Linked DNA regions of Sus scrofa: region 2 is linked to region 1. The links are chromatin contacts, called in public HiChIP or PLAC-seq maps. All regions are on one chromosome and are shown on one strand. The core of a region is the stretch at or near the end of the contact, and the rest is flanking DNA. Distances in the headings are between cores, read along the strand shown.

The links. HiChIP or PLAC-seq counts read pairs in DNA pulled down with a chosen protein or histone mark.
Region 2: an H3K27ac HiChIP or PLAC-seq map of alveolar macrophages shows a contact between it and region 1. The contact joins the promoter of MCCC1 here to the promoter of ATP11B in region 1. A contact is called at or near these places in 2 of 2 datasets of contacts at active chromatin or transcription factors (alveolar macrophages and skeletal muscle).

The regions. Positions count from the first base shown.
Region 1 is chr13:120,726,211-120,728,940 of Sscrofa11.1, reverse strand. It overlaps ATP11B (probable phospholipid-transporting ATPase IF), which reads right to left and starts at 1,308. Exons shown (of 31, transcript XM_021069876.1): 1 at 967-1,308. The coding sequence starts at 993.
Region 2 is chr13:121,069,330-121,072,059 of Sscrofa11.1, reverse strand. MCCC1 (methylcrotonoyl-CoA carboxylase subunit alpha, mitochondrial) reads left to right here and starts at 1,365. Exons shown (of 19, transcript XM_021069887.1): 1 at 1,365-1,883. The coding sequence starts at 1,813.

The DNA.
Region 1 (2,730 bases), core at 59-2,558:
AGAAGCATTTAATTACTAATGCGATTTAGAAATTAAGCATCAACCAGTAACAGACCTCAACATGGAGACAAGGCTAGGCTTCTTCAGCCAGGAGCAATTTCTGTCCTAATTGTCACTGATGCCTTACTGCTGTATTTTGAGGGCTGTAGTTGCCAGGAGGCAAGAAATTTTTCTCTGTGAATTAATTCTGAGAAAGGTGGCACTTTTTATATGCCTTAAATCACCCTTTTCTAAGAGTCTATTTTTCTACAAATGTTCCATAAAACTGAAAAGTTAAGCACTGGTTCCCAACCGGTCTTCTCCAAACCGCCTGGAGGAGAACGGAAAAAAGTAAGGTTTGCCTTCCAAGTTTCACTTGGGGTTGGGTGAGGACAAGGTATAAAGGAAAACAGTCCTTCATAACTACCGTACTTATCTTCTAAACTAGACAGGGTGTTGGAAAATTCTTTCTTTCCCTCACCCAGACGTTGGGTAACATTTTCGTTGAGAGTGGTTAGACTAGATAAGCTACCCTCCTTTAGGCAACCTTGAAAACAGTGAGAAGGGGCTGAAGACAAGTCCTTCCCCTCCACTCAAACGCGTCCCAAATTGCTAGAGGCAGGAAACACAAACCTCTTTTCTCTCCCCAAGACCTACTCTCTTTCCGTTCCCTCGCCCTAGTTCCTCAGGAGGTCGCCGACCACCCCCGGCCCCGCTTCTGGCCGCAGCCGCCCATAAAAGGCGAGGAGGAGGTAGTAACCGAGAAGTGCGGGCAGCAAGCAGCCGCCTCCCGCCTCAGCCTCGGCAGCCCGGGCTCGGAGGCAAGACGCGTGCCGGGGCTGCGCGCGGCTTCGCCGGCTCCGGGACCCGCGCCCGCCTCCGCCGCGGCCTAGCCGGGAGCCCGCGCCGCCGGCCCGTCCCCGCCACCCGGGCCCGAGAGGCCGAGCAGGATCGAGCGTCCGGGAGCTGAGGGACAGAGGCACCTACCAACTGCTGTCGAATCCAGCGCCACATGCCCCCGCCGTCGCCTTCCCGGTCCCGCGGGACTGGGGGTCCGAGGTGCTGCAAGTGGAGGCCGACGAGCCAGAGGGGGAAGTAGTAGAGCCCCTCTGGCTGAAGTTCCGCTCGACGCCGCCGCCACCACCTCACTCCCCGCGCCGGGGCCGCATCTTGCCGTGCCGGCCCCGAGGTCCTACAGGCGCGGCCCCGGCGCCGCCCCCACCCGGCGCAGCCGAGCCTGCTGCCGAGCCGCAGCCACCTTCATTATTGACCGTTGTCACCCGAAGCACCGCCACAACCCCACCCCCGGCCCCGGGCCCCACCCGGGCCCGCCCCCGGCGCCCCGGCCCGCCCCGGATGTGACGAAAGGGATTGCGCGAACCGAGGGGCCCGGCGCGCCTCGCAGCCGTCAGGGAGCGGGGCTCGGCTGCATGGGCGGGGCTGGCGGAGAGGGCGGGGTTCCGAAGCGGAGTTGGAGCTCTGCCCCCCACCCCCTTATTTCAAGGGTAGGATTAAGTCGCATCTGAGTGTCAGTCTACCAAACGGGCGGTTCTGGCTGACTGCTACGTTTCTACCTCCTGTTGCAGGTCTGTTTCTGCCTTCTTTGCTTCCCCCAGTCGCCCAATGCGCATACGCGCAATCTGGAGTGTAGCGACTGAAAGTTAATCCCCGGAGGTCTTCAGTTGCGGTTCAGTTAAATTACCAAAGTCTTTGCCTCTATGCAGCTCTTTTTAGCAAACGACTGAACTGGGGCTAGAGGAACAGTGATCACCTTTAAGTGATTTTGAAAGGAGATGCAACTTCTTTGTGCCTGGCCCAGTGTAGGACCAGTGTTTCCCAGACAATGGACGAGATATTCTGTCTTGCAAGTGCCAAATTGAATAGATTAGGGAGAAAAATACTTTCTGAGGGAAGGTAGTTGTTTACTGTTAATTGCCAAACTCCTGCAATCAAAAACACCCCATAAGTAGCAAGACCTAGGTAAGATAAGGGTGTGGCTAAATAGCAGTAGGAAGCAGCTGGAGCAAGGCCTTGACCTAGAAGGTTGAAATGAAGCTCCAGGTCTGGCTTTGTTCAAAAGCAGGCTCCTATACAACTTGAGTGTTACTGTATGCCTAGTGTGTGCAGCATTTTGCTGAATTAAAACACACTTTGGGGGAGTTCCCATCACAGCTCAGCTGAAACAAAGCTGACTAGCATACCTGAGACCGCAGGTTCGATTCCCGGCATTGCTCAGTGGTTAAGGATCCGGCTGCCCTGAGCTGTGGTATAGGTCCCAGAGGTGGCTCAGATCCTGGAGTTGCTGTGGCTGTGGTGTAGGCTGGCAGCTGTAGCTTCGTTTGGACCCCTAGCCTGGGAATCTCCATTTGCTTCGGGTGCAGCCCTAAAAAGACAAACAAAAACAAAAACAGAAACAAAAAAACCACACTTCACCATTCAACACATGAGAGTTTTGTTTTTGTTTTTGTTTTTTTTAATTGCATTAAGCAAAAACAGAAATCTAAAGATTAGCAGAGCTGGGCAAGTCTTTTGGTTTCAGTAGACATTCTTTATTATATAATGATTATCTAGCACCACAAATAGAGCCTTTCCTTAAGGGTATTTATGATCTGTAAAATCAGAATTAGAATTTTACATTATGGAGTTCCCGTCGTGGCGCAGTGGTTAACGAATCCGACTGGGAACCATGAGGTTGTGGGTTCGGTCCCTGCCCTTGCTCAGTGGGTTAACGATCCGGCGTTGCCGTGAGCT
Region 2 (2,730 bases), core at 116-2,615, 340 kb before region 1:
TTGTGTTAGACTTAGAAAAACCTTTAAGATATCCCATGACGGGGTTCCTGTTGTTGCACAGAGGAAACAAATCCAACTAGGAACCATGAGGTGTCCAGTTCAATCCCTGGCCTCATTCAGTGGGTTAAGGACCTGGCGTTGCCGTGAGCTGTGGTGTAGGTCGCAGACATGGCTTGGATCTGGTGTTGCTGTAGCTGTGGTGTAGGCTGGCAGTTGTGGCTCCAATTTGACCGCTGGTCTGGGACCCTCCATATGCCGGGGGTGTGACCCTAAAAACCAAAAACCAAAAAAAAAAAAAAAAGATATCTCATGATACCTTCTAGCACTTTTATGCTTTCACTTTTTTATATTTAATCACTTATCTCTCTCTTTTTTTTTTTTTTTTTTGTCTTTTATGTTAAGGTTGCACTCACAGTATATGGGGCTTCCCAGGCTAGGGGTCGAATCCGAGCTATAGCTGCTGTCCTACACCACAGCCACAGCCACAGCAACACCAGATCCTTAACCCACTGAGCGAGGCCAGGGATTGAACCTGTGTCCTCATGGATCCTAGTCAGATTTGTTTCATGTTAGTTCTCTCAATTCATTTCTTTGTTTTTATTTTTGCTTTTGCTTTTTAGGGCTGTACCCTGCGCAGCATATGGAGGTTCCCAGGCTAAGGGTGACTCAGAACTATGGCTGCCAGCCTACACCACAGCCACAGCAACACAGGATCAGAGCCACATCTGTGACCCACACCACAGCTCATGGCAATGCTGAATCCTTAGCCCATTGAGTGAGGCCAGGGATGGAACCAGCAACCTCTTGGTTCCTAGTCAGATTCATTTCAGCTGCACCACGATGGTAACTCCTTGATTCATTTTTTGTTTTTTATCTTTACTGATTTATTCTGCTTTCCTAATGTATCCTTCCTAAACCTTGAACTGGAGATTGATTCACTTTCACTATAAATTTCCTATAAGCCTGATTTGAGCTATAGCAAATAAGCATTTATATGCTGTGTTTTCAGTACTTTTATTTCCTTGATATCCTGCATTCAATTTGACTTTTTTTTTTTTTTTTTTTTTGATGCTCGGGTATTTTTAGAATTTCCCTTGTGGTACAGCAGGTTAAAGGGCTCAGCTCTAGTCACCGCTCTGGTGTCTGCGAACTTCCACAAAACGACAAAATACCAAAACCAAAAGAAATCTCAAGTGGTTTTAAACTTCTAGCTAAATTTTATTTTTTTGCCCCACCCCAGGCATATGGAAGCTCCTGGGCCAGGGATCGAACCCTCCCCACTGCTGCAACCCTACCGATGGGATTCTTAACCCGCTGAGCCACAAGCGAACGCCTTAAATTTAATTTTAGTTATTTATTTCATTCGTTCTTGAGATCACTAGAAAATTTGATTATCATGCTCTCCACCCCGTTTACTTTCCCCCACGACTCCGTCTCGCCCGCTTTCTCGCGGCTTTAAGGATAAAAGTCCGAAGGACGGTTCCAGAAAGAAGGATAGCCAAAAGCCTAGGGAAGACAGAACTCCGGGTTTTAGCTGACCCTTCCTCTCGTTGGTACAAGGGGCGGGGCGGAGGAAGCAGGATAACCCCGGGACACGTGGCCCGACCAATCGCCGCCACCGAAGCCCTCCTCGGTTCTTTGATTGGTTCTGGTGGAGACGCCCCCACCACACCACGGTTGGCCTATTGGTTTGCTTTGACCTGGACTGTGGCCGGCAGAAGACCACGCACTGGAGCAACCGAGGCAGGGTTTTGCAGTGAATGGGACGCAGCTGTATGTTTAGGAGCCAGCGGGCTGCGGGGCTGCAGGAACATGGCGGCGGCCTCTGCGGTGTCTGTGTTGCTCTTGACGCAGCGAGTCACGAGCTTGCTGCTGCCGCCGAGGTAACGGCGGGTGGAGGGGCCTCGGTTCCGTGTTGGGGCGGGAATGAACTCTAAAGCCCTGTGGAGGCGTGGAGGGACAGAGAGTCGACTGGGAGGAGGGGAGGACGGAAGGAAAATTCCGGCGCACTTGGGGAGTTTCTGCTTCATTCTCGGCCTAAGGAGGGAGACCCGCCCAGCCCTTCCTTTTCTTCTCCCTTCCACACAGCCACCCTTCAGCCTTCTGCCCGTTTTTGAGGAGGGGGGGAGTGGGGAGGCTGGGCCTGCTGTCTCCATGCTCCGCTCGCCATAGGGACAAGCGTAATGCTTACACGGCTCCTAACCTTTAACTTAGTGTTTTCGCTGAATTTCTTGTGTGGGAAGCGCTGTTATCATCGCGCTTTTTGGTGAAGTCCGAAAGCGTCGCGGCTCGCTCTAGTTTACACTAGTAGTAAGAAATGGCGCCAGGATGCCCTGAAGCCTCTTTATGTTCAGGGGAACACTTTTGGAGTTCTTTTTCTTTGCTGAAATGAATCAAGTTAACAAAAGCAAACTTATCTCCCAAAGGGCTGAGAGGGTGTTTGGCCAGAAGCTTTGTACACAAGTTTAAACAAAACTTTTAGATAATCACTCTAGCTAACCTGACTTCAGATCCGGTTTGTTTTATTTATGTATTTATTTATTTATTTAAGTCTTTTTAGGGCAGCACCCAGGCTAGGGGTGGAATCAGAACTGTAGCTGTCGGGCTACACCACAGCTCAGGGCGACGTTGGATCCTTAACCCGCTGAGCAAGGCCAGGGATCGAACCTGCGTCCTCATGGATACTATCAGGTTCGCTACCGCTGAGCCACGACGGGAACTCCCTCCAGA